2 separate regions of the Sus scrofa genome follow, and region 1 is linked to region 2. Evidence: chromatin contacts called from public promoter capture Hi-C data. All regions are on one chromosome and are shown on one strand. The core of a region is the stretch at or near the end of the contact, and the rest is flanking DNA. Distances in the headings are between cores, read along the strand shown. Region 1 holds the start of SSMEM1 (serine-rich single-pass membrane protein 1). Region 2 holds the start of MEST (mesoderm specific transcript).

Evidence for each region. Promoter capture Hi-C pulls out the DNA fragments that hold promoters and counts their contacts.
Region 1: a promoter capture Hi-C map of fetal skeletal muscle shows a contact between it and region 2, with 7 times the contacts expected there. The contact joins the promoter of SSMEM1 here to the promoter of MEST in region 2. A contact is called at or near these places in 2 of 5 promoter capture datasets (fetal liver and fetal skeletal muscle), 3 of 47 Hi-C or Micro-C datasets (embryonic fibroblasts, epiblast stem cells and heart right ventricle) and 1 of 2 datasets of contacts at active chromatin or transcription factors (skeletal muscle).

The regions. Positions count from the first base shown.
Region 1 is chr18:18,609,244-18,614,816 of Sscrofa11.1, forward strand. It overlaps SSMEM1 (serine-rich single-pass membrane protein 1), which reads right to left and starts at 4,042. Exons shown (of 3, transcript XM_003484018.4): 1 at 3,806-4,042. The coding sequence starts at 3,988.
Region 2 is chr18:18,338,964-18,344,612 of Sscrofa11.1, forward strand. MEST (mesoderm specific transcript) reads right to left here and starts at 3,470. Exons shown (of 11, transcript NM_001128471.1): 1 at 3,316-3,470; 2 at 1,473-1,552; 3 at 992-1,069; 4 at 754-890; 5 at 526-584. The coding sequence starts at 3,469. It overlaps MIR335 (microRNA 335), which reads right to left and starts at 2,696; the gene lies at 2,617-2,696.

The DNA of each region.
Region 1 (5,573 bases), core at 2,792-5,291, 270 kb after region 2:
TATAGCACAGGGAATTATATATCTAATCACTGTAATGGAACATGATGGAGGATAATGTGAGAAAAAGAATGTATACATATGTATGACTGGGTCACTTTGCTGTACAGAAGAAATTGACGGAACAATGTAAATCAAGTATAATAAAAAGTTTAAGGAAGTTCCTGTCATGGCTCAGCAGTAACAAATCCAACTAGTATCCATGAGGACATGGGTTCGATCCCTGGCCTCGCTCAATGGGTTAAGGATCCGGTGTTGCCATGAGCTGTGGTGTAGACTGCAGACAAGGCTCAGATTCCACGTTGCTGAGGCAGTGGTATAGGCCAGCAACTATAGCTCTGATTTGACCCCTGGCCTGGGAACTTCCATATGCTGTGGGTGTGGCCCTAAAAAGACAAAAAATAAAAATAATAATTAAAATTAAAAATGAAAAAGAAATAATCATCCCAGTGTAATAAAGATAATATAAATACAAAATTCAAAAGCAGACAATAGTCAAATAAATAATGGTACAAACACAAAATATATGTTGTAAAAATTATTATAAAGTATGTCACAAGATGAGGAAAATAAATGCTATAATATTAACAGTCAAGATGGAAATTTGTATATGCAATATGATCAAAGTTAGCTAAAAATATGAAAAGAAAAAAAGACTAAGGAATGTACACAGTGTCAGCAATAGTTGGCTTTGAGTGATGAAACTGATTTTTTTTCCCTTCTAATTCTTCAAATTATCAAATGAATTTATGTAGAAAGTCTAACTGCCTTTGGGTTGAAAAGTACCATACATGGGTATTCATAACTGCAATCTAAGATCTCTGGCCCACTCCTTTCTTAATAACTGATCTCCACACTGATAGGCAAGTTTCTTTAACTCTGGATTTCTTTGCTTTTTAGGTTCCTGAAATCGTTCTCTGAAAACTTTAAGAGTGGGATCCTCTTCCAAGATAACTTTTTTAAACTGTCTTTTGGGGCACCTTATTTTAAATTTAATATGTATAGCAATGATTTTTAAAAGATTAGAAGTTTATAAACCTAAAAAGTGAATAGTAGGTTTTTTTCCTACATAATTTGGAGTGGTTTTTATTTTATTTTTTCTGCTTTCCTATAATGTCCACATTTTCTATAAGGGGTACTTTTGTAATTGAGGGGGAGAAGTATCTTAAAACACTTATTAGGTTTATTTATTTTTCATAGAAAGCTTCCATATTTGACTTGATGTCAAATCAAAATATAATCACAAATCAAAAGAAAGATTTTACATCAAGTTAAGTGGAATCATATGAACTGTGGTTCCCAAAAGCATTTTATTAACTGTCTTTGTGTGTGACTCAGTTGAATGAAAACAGCAGTACTGCCTGCTCTGAAGGGCAGGGTAGGAGAGATCTTGGCTATGGCTCTGCCTTTCTGCCACTAAGCAACTTCGTGATTTTACCAAGCCACTTAACACCTCCTAAACTCAGTTTCCATATATGAAAAAATGGAGCTTGGACTGGTATTGTTTGAAAAAATTCCAGCCCTTGCAGTCTGAATAAATACTAAGCAAACACATAAACTAAATATAGCAAATATATTTTTCTCTGAAAGCAAAAGGGCAAAGGCATCTTAAAAAGTGGCAAATCCAGAGATCAGTGTGCTTCATGTTTGAGGATAATTACCACCACATTTCCATCACACTTTCACCATTACTTCAAGGTTTGTAAATAGAAGCTCATAGTTTAGCAGAGAAAATGAAGTTCAAAGTAAAGGAAAAATTCCATTCTTTTTGACTAGCTCTCATGTGGTTCTCAGATTTCAAATCTGGGACCTTTCAGAAGAAGCAGTTGAGTAGATTATAGCTGCCATAAGGGTACAAAGTGAAAGGCGAAACCTCTAAGATAATTAAGGTTTTAATCAGCACTGAATAGATATAATTCAACATTTCAACTACACTGTGAAGCAAACAATTGATTGTGTCAGGAAACCTGGATCTATTCTCTCTGTCATAACCATTCACGTGATATTGGACAAGTCACTTAATTTCTTTGGGCTTTATCAGCAAAAAAACGGGGGGATGGAGAGGGGGAATACTGCTATCTTACTCGCCTACAGATAGGCCAGTCCATATGCTCTTTAAGGTCCTTGAAGCTCAAGGTTCTATGACTCTGAAGAGCTGATGCAAGCAAGGGAGCAGAGAAATAGCTTAGACTTTTTAGTGGTCTTCATGATGAAATTGCCAAGAATCAATTTCAATTTTTTTGTTAATTTTCTAAAGTAGATTTTCTTGCCAGGCTAGACAAATTCAATGTACTTAGCTAGGGAGTCTAAGACGGGTATACTATCACTATTCTAAATAGCCTTTTGGCAATACATCTACCTTAAATATTTAGACTTTAGATGAAACTTCTTAGGGGGAGGAGGTGATGAGGGGAAGAGTCTTGATTATTATAATGGAATCCAGCTGGCAAAGACATAACACACCTCCTTCTCTCCATCCAGAGCTGATACAGCACTCAGCCTAGCTGACCGTTGCCAGCCCAGTGCTCTGGATGTAATGCTAAGTGGCAGTGGTTTTATTAATCATCAGCCTGGTATTAATAGCCAGCAAGGATTCCATGTCAGCAGTTTATAAGATCTTGGTTACTTGTAATATGTTGGAGCATCACAGCCCTCATTAAGTGGGCTATCTCATTCCTTTGAGGATAGCATTTTCTTCTGCCAGTAGGTGGTCTAGAGTGGTAACTTTAGCTCTGTTTAGTTCTGTTTCTTATTCTACGCAGAGAATGTATCGCCTCATTCTAAAAACCCCAAATCCTACAACTTGTATCCTTATAAATACAACAATTCTGTATCTTGATTAGAATTTGATGGCTACAAAAGGAATTTGGAGGTCATTAACCAGTAGGAAGTTTACCCCACCATTACACAGCATATGGGCAAACTGCAAACAACCTAAAAGGTTTCCAAATTGCAGATTTGTTATGTTGCAACCGCAAGACAAAACTATACCATCATTAAGAGTGCTGTTGTGTGAATATAATTTGAAGAAATATTACAATATAATATTAAGCTTAAAAAAGCGAGACATTAAAATATGTACAATATTTGCTGTAAATCTTAAGTGAATACTGTAAATCAACTACACCCCAATATTTTTTTAAAAAAAGAGGAACCAAAAAAAAATAATAACCATCCAAAAATATATATATACAATATAATGCCAATCACCTAAGATCAAAGATAGAGACATCTCTAGAGAGATAGACTGTAATACAGAAAAAGAAAAAAAAAAAACAGAAGAACATATTCCAAATGTTAACAGCATTTATCTCTAGGAAATAGAATTACAGTAGTCTAAATTTTCTTCTTCATCCTTTTCTGCATTCTTGGATTCCTTAGACTGTAACTGCATTATTTTTAAAACTAGGAAACAAACTTTTCAAAAGTAGTTTCTTCCAAGTAAAGTGAATTTATTTCATGGAATATCCCTTAGTATAAACACATTATTTACTTCTTGAGAGAGTGTGTGTGTGTGTGTGTGTGTCTTTTTGCCATTTCTTGGGCCACTCCCACAGCATATGGAGGTTCCCAGGCTAGGGGTCTAATCGGAGCTGTAGCTGCCAGCCTATGCCAGAGCCACAGCAACGTGGGATCCGAGCCGCGTCTGCGACCTACACCACAGTTCACGGCAACGCCGGATCCTTAACCCACTGAGCAAGACCAAGGATCAAACCTGCAACCTCATGGTTCCTAGTCAGATTCGTTAACCACTGAGCCACGACGGAAACTCCTAAACATATTATTTAAATGAAAAAGGATATCCTACCCAGAGAGAAGCCCGAGAGAAGAACATCAGGACCAATATAATGACAAAATACCAAAGCAGGAAGTTCCCTATTGCCCCACAAGAGTCATCCTTCCGGCATTCATAATCCTGATTTGGAATAGTAAAACTTATAGGTATGGGGGGAGGGTCCACCTCCCAAAATAAAGAAAAAAGATCTCCCATGATGTCTTGTTGCTTTGAAAATAAAACATGCTCAAAGGGATGAAGATGACTGAGAAGTACTTCACTCCATGTGTATGACAACTTCCTTGGCAACCTATTATGACATACACTTCAGTAACTGAGACGGGAGCTGACAAACATTTCTTAGATTTCTATGTTTTGGGAAGATTTATCTAAATTACTTCTATGAATGTTTAAGGTACCTTCCTCATACCTCAATATGGCACATTCTGACTTAGTCTTTTTTTTGTCCTTTTATATACTGTATTTTCTTTAAATACAGTATTTCAATGTCTATAAAATCTAAGTCTCTGAGATATCCATTCATTTATTCTTTGATATAATCAGTGTAAATTAACACAGACAGTTCCAAAGTGTTATAGACCAAATTGTGTTCCACAAAATGTATATATTGAAGCACAAAGACCCATTTGACAATAGCTGGAGATGGGGCCTTAAAGAGGTAATGAAGGTTAAATGAACTGATAAGGATGGGGCCCTAATCCAATAGGACTAGTGTCCTTATGAGAAGAGAAAGAGACATCAGGGAGGTGCCATGTGAGGACACAGAATGAAGGAGGTCATTTGCAAGCCAAAGAGACAAGGCTCAGGAGAAACCAATCCTGCTGGCACCTTGATCTTAGACTTCCAAACTTCACAACTGTGAAAAAATTAATTTCTGTTGTTTAAGGCATCCAGTCTGTGGTATTTTGCTATGGCAACCCTAGTAAACTAATACAGAATGTCAACAATATATCTAATTTAGGCAGTGTTCCTTTTTAAGCCTTGAATAAATGCATAGAACAGAGATGTGTCTGTTGCGAATTACATCAAATACATACAATTTCTTCTTAGGGAAGAGCCAACATGGGTTGGGGAGGAACCTGGTATTCTAATTTTCACGGTACTGTAACAATTTTCAAGTTAGCTCATCTTTACAACTAGAGCAAAACATCATTGTTGCTAAGATACTCTAAAAATTATTTTTAGAAATCCACTTAAAAATCGGTTTTAAGATCTTTAAGAGCATAGCATACCTGCAGATTTTCGTTAATATGCTGTACCAGGAGGAAACTTCTTTTTCTTTTATTGGAGCTTACTTAGGAGCATTTCAGGAAAAATTTTGGCAGTTGGGACCTATATGATGCAACAATCTACTAGCTTATTATGACAGAGAGTGATGTTTTTATTAGAAGCATACTTCTCTGCATCGCCAAGAGTAAGTTCCCGGACGTTGCCCGTCTGCTTTAGGCCCGCTTTGTCTCCTTCAGGAAGTTCTCTTGGATTCAGGGCTGGGCCCCTCACGTCTCCTTGGGGTTCACCGCGCCCCACCTCACCTGCCTTTCTTAGTGCACATGTCCTCCCCGCCAGGCTGAGCTTCTTCAGTGAGTAACCACCGAAGCTTTTACTTTTACATTCCCGCGTGTGGTTCAGCGGCACACAGTAGGCGTTTGTATTTCTTCAATAAAACCAAACTGAACTCCCTGATGAAACTTTTCCTCAGAATTAGTTCTTCTAAATAATATGCAAGAAAAGTAAAAGTTTGGGGGTTTAAAAAAAAAACCTCAAAACCACCAACTTTTAA
Region 2 (5,649 bases), core at 2,220-4,719:
AAAAGGTCTAATCAAGGTATCACAAATTTCCAACTGAAATTTGGCATTGCTATGAACTGAGAGTTTATGAAACAAACCACAGTGGTATCAGAAGCACCTGTGACTTCATCGCACATGTCTGTAGAACCCACTGCAGTTGGTGCAGAGATTGGGAAATAGCATCTGCACTCCCCATTACTTTGAATCACAGTTGTTACCAGACCCGCCACGAGATCTTGCTGGAAAATGTGTTAAATACATTTTAAAAGAAGCACATCTTACTATAACACAGCTTTTTATTAATTTATATCAATATAATCGGTTTCCTTTATAATCTTATTTTCTCTATTTAAAAACATTACTCTGAGAATGGATCAGTAAATCCCATCAGACCTCCAAAGTGGTTCACGGACAAGAGCTAAAACTCTGCTGCATGTCTGGGTCTGTCTGCAGTCCCAGTAGATGGCCGCTTAGACGGCACTGCCATAGCTACATGCAGCCCTTCTAGGCTACGTCTCGCTTCCCACCCACCTCCAAGGCAATTACCTCCATTTGACAGACAGAGACTCTTGATGGTAAGCCGACCAGATCGATTCTGCTTGAACCTGGAGAAGGGGGAGGAGACACAGCGAACTGAGTGGACTCACACCAATGCAGCAGCTGCAGATAAAAGCCCAAGAGGGAAAAAGGCCAGAAAGAACCCAGAACGATGCACTTCTCCCTTCTTAAATGAGTGACGCCTGTGAGCTGCACAGAACTCATGGCTTCACTGACCTATAGAGCAGCTCCTGAGCAACGATATCGCCGTAGTCGTGAGACAACAGGTTGATCCTGCGGTTCTGGAGCCCCAGATGCCGAAGAAGCGCCTCCACGATGCTGGCCTGCTCGAATATGGAATAGTGATGCGGCCTCTAGGGAAGGAGAGCCCAGATACACAGGATGAAGTCACGGGGGCCGGTCGGCTGCCAACCTGAGCCCCCCTCCAACACTTTCCCATTTCCACACCGCTTACCGGTTTGTCACTGAAGCCGAAGCCTAGGAAATCGAGGGCAATCACTCGATGAAACCTAAGGGTCAGACCTTCCCAGATCTACAAGAAAGAAAGGGATGGTTTGGTCTTTCTAATCCTGCTCCTCGTCTTCTCCAATCTACAGCAGCTTAACCTATCTCAGTTTAACAAACAGATTTTGATAAAGGAAAAAAATCTCATGAAACCACCACAAGCCCACAGATGATCCTCTTGGAAAGTGCTTTATTCCTAATAATTAATCTCCATTGAAGGAGGAACTCCAGCATTTTTTAACTTGGCAATGATCCCTCTCAGATTGCCAAAGATTTTTTTTACTCCCTTACGGTAAATGAGAAACAGTTCTACATTTAATCCAATTTTATTAAGCAATTCAAATATGCAAGAGCTTTCCAGTGCTGACAACAAAATCCTTGATTCTGGATTTTTAAAGGTATAGTAGGACCTAGAAGTCTGATTTCATTACCTTGTACCAATCATAGCTGGACGTTGGAAAGCCGTGTAAAAGCACGACTATCTCCGGACTTCCCACCACACCCACAGAGTCTGGGAAGAAGGAACAGATCAGTTAGGCCAAGTCTCTATGAAAATAACCTTAGGATATGAAAGTCTAAGTAATCTGATATAAAGGACAATAAACCCTCACCAAATTAAGGAAATTAATACATTTCTTTTTCAAATGCAATCTTATTGTTTTAGGTAAGAACAGGCACTTGATGCTTTATTTTCTTTTATTCTACATATTTAAACATTATAAATATAGCTGATATTTTATAATAACTTTAGATGGAGTATAATCTATAAAAATATCGACTAATGTTCTACACCTGAAACTAAAATAATGTAAATAAACTGTACTTCAGTTTTTTTAAATTTAAATAGCACACCTTATACGAAAATACTTGAAGGCAGACTGCTTACTTTAACCCAGATTTCTAACTATTTTCCCACTTCTCCCCTTATTCTGTACCATTAATATGCAAATTGTTTTTCCACAATGAAGTTTGACAGTTTCAAGTATACTGTCGAAACTTAGATACTACAGATTCTTTGTACCTTATTTTTAATATCATCACAAAAATTCTCTAAAATATAGTTACTCTTCCTCAGCCCGGTGTGCACCTCAGTTTATGCCATTTGTCCCACAGAGGAGACTCAAATCAAATATTAAAAGCATAATGTTCAACTATGACAAAAGTCTAACAGTTATAAAAAGGGTTAATCAACATAAACATGAATATTTTGCATGTGTAAACATCTTTTAAATTAGTCAAACATTTAAACAGTAAATAGCCTTGCTAATAGTATTAAATTAAAACTGATAGATTCGTACACTGCCAGTGGCATAAGAAAGGCTTAGAAAAATAATTTTGTTAGAAGCAATGTAAAAATTTATATACTTTAGCCTAGGAGTCTTAGTCTCAAGAATCCATGCAAATAAATCATTTCATTTACAATTAGTACAGTTTGAAAAAAATGAGGGAAAAAACCAACACATATTGAAGATTTCCTATAAACACTATTTAAAACATTAAAAAAAAAACTGGAAACAACCTAAGTAACCAACATGAAAGAAAATTGTATACTTACTTTTAATTGAATACAGCAAATGAGAGGAGGTCAGGAGCAATAATGAAAAACGGTTTATGACAAACATTTTTCGTTATTGCTCTTGACCCCCGCCCAAAAGAAATCTTTTCCAAGCTCGTTTCTCAGTTTCTTTACCTATAAAATGAGGTGAATAGCACCTACCTCCAAAAACTGTTGTAAAGATTAAATGAAATAATGAAGATTGAAAATATAATTCAATGCCAAGCATAAGGTAATAGATAAGTAGCAGTCATAACAGTAATTATTAGCAAATTAATTATACAAAGGTCTAAGACTTCAAATCATATTTAGCTATCCATATATCAAATAAGTTATAAAGAAAATAAAATGCAGTCAGGGATGGGGGGGCGGGGGCGGTGGTGGACAGAAGCAATGGTTTATATTACCCAACACTAGGGGCGCTCAAAAAAAGAAAGCCAGCACTAGCTATCAATTCAAGACCGGCTACAAAGAAAAATTATACTAACAAGCCAGTATATGGAGACTGGAATCTCAATTCCACCACCCTCACCCTGCCAGCATTTTCTTGGAGTTTCTTTGCCATCAAGCCAAAGAGGGGGATTAGTCCATTCCTTCAAATGGATGCTGCACAGAAAAAGGGGGTTTTCCCTCCATCCCTGAGGGGCAACAGAGACCAATGGACGCAAAATAAGTAGCTCAGTGGGACCCGGGGCCCTTTACGCACAGAGTGTTCTTACCTTGATAGAAGATGCGCAGTCCCTTGTAAGTAAAAAATTTGCCTGATGATTTCCATGAGTGAAGAGCGGGGGAAAGCTGGGGGGGCGGGATGTGCAGATAGGCTGCCAGCAGGGGCACAGCCAGGAGCCCCACCTGGACCCACCACTCCCTCATCCTGCAGGAAAATCAGAGACCCCTGAGGTAAGCAGTCGGGTGACAGTGTACATGCGTCTACAAGCCCCAAACTGGTAAAATTCTGTACTGCGTGGTGACTACCTTGTCTTCCATGTCAACCAGGGCAGGAAATTTACCAAGAAGAATGTAAGTACGCCCTGCCTGACAGGGCGATCGCCTTATTCACTCACCATTCTAAGGAAAAAGTATTCTTTTCATATGTAATCTTCTCCCCACTTTAATCCCGCAGCCCCTCCCCGTGTACTCTTTGCAAGACCTTCTATAGAGGTTTTATATAAAATAAAAGGAAGATAAGTTGCTTAAGGAACTGCATTGGCTTTTATCAAGGTTCTCTATGAGGATGGGGGTCCCCTCATACTTACTCTAAAAGCTCTACCACCTACCCACTGCCCCCCCCAGTCAAATGTTTTACATAGATACACTTTTTTTAAAAAAAACTCGTTTTTTAAAAAACATACTTAGTAACAACACATGTCTGAAGCAGAGAGCTGCTCTTGATTTTATATTTATCAACTCTGACCCCAGTGAAGCCCAGTTTCGTTCTACTCTGGATTCGTGCTGAGACGCTGCTTGGGGTGGAGAGTCTGTGAACGTAGGAAGGTGCGCTGTATATTCCCACATAAGCAGCTTTGTCATGACCCTGAATATCTAATCTCTTGAGAGGTCAGGGCAGCAGATTATATTCCTGTTTTTCTTAGCAGACTCTCGAGGAAGCACACATTTATTTAAGTCTTCGGAGGCCCGCTCCTCTCCACCTTGCAGCGCATTTGGAAACTGATTTTGTCAGGGGGAAGAGAGTACCAATTGGCACACACAACCTTCCCACGCCCAGGACTTCGAAGGTCCAGATCAATTCATCCACAATGACAACAAGTGCTAAACAGGAATAGAAACAGTTCTCTCTGTCTCTAGCTTATGAGTCCTGATGGTTACCAGGGAAAGAATTATCAATAGGATGGAAGTTCTCTCAAAAAAAGCCAAAATGGAAATACCTTTAGAACTCAAATAACAGTTACCAAGAACACAGAACTATAAATACAGGGAATTAATTGTCAAAGCTCTGGTGGAAATGGCTTTGTATCTGTACACACACCCTTCTACCAAATTACCTGCAATCTGGCCACAATCCCTAACTAAATCCAACTCAAAATATTTTAAGCGTTAAAAAATAAAAAGTAAGCCTGTTTCACATCCCTTCGAGAATCTCAGCTCCTCTGCCTATTTTTAAGGCGTCACCAGGGCAGTCTTTTTTTTTTTTTCCCCTCCTAAGTACATCTCCATAAAACCCACCCAGTGATTTGATTCTGTCTTTCAAGGTAGAAAGACTAAAGATTAAGAAATGATTAGAAAACGTGCCCGAACACGATCATTATATCACAATGTTCACCGCACAAGAGTAGCAGGCAGCATCCGCATTATCTCCACGAAAGGTGAGGTGACAAAAAAGCATGAAGTTTAGATGACCACTCTCAGCACTATCTATCCTGGATTTCAGCTCATACATTTTCACCTGGCGTTTCATCACTCCTGTCCCCATTCTTCTCATCTCATTCATTCACAGGTTACTGAAGCTGAATACCGGGCAATGACTCAGCAGAGCCAGGGAGGGGATGCAAGCGGCGCGAGCAGAAGCGGCTCCCCCAGCTCGGGGGGCGGGGGGGGGGGGGGACGACGACAGACACACTCAGCTTCTGGACACCCCCACCCTCCACACCTTCCTTCTCTTCTGCTCTAAGAACGCAAAGAGGCAACCCCTCAGGAAGCCGTTTTCTGTCTTAATTACTTCAGGAAAAATGCCCCTAACAAACATTTTAGAATTTTTAGTAGGGAAGCAATCAGGCAGTCGGTAGGCAAAATGTCTTAAACATTTTTTTGACCAAAATCTCAATTATTTGATGAGCCACGAGTCAAGAGTATAAACTCAGCAAACCTCAGGAGCAAATCTTCCGAAAATTAATAAACCTTTCCGAGCCTTTATTTCGTCATCTTGTAAACAGGGAAAGAAACTACACATTTAATACCACCAAATCTGCCCGCTTTACAGCATCGTGGTGAGACTATGAACCACTTTGTAAACCAATGCAAAAAATTCATGAGTAATTTTATGACTTTGGTCACATCATTCTCACTTGGCTTCCTGTTACGGATATCTCAAAAAT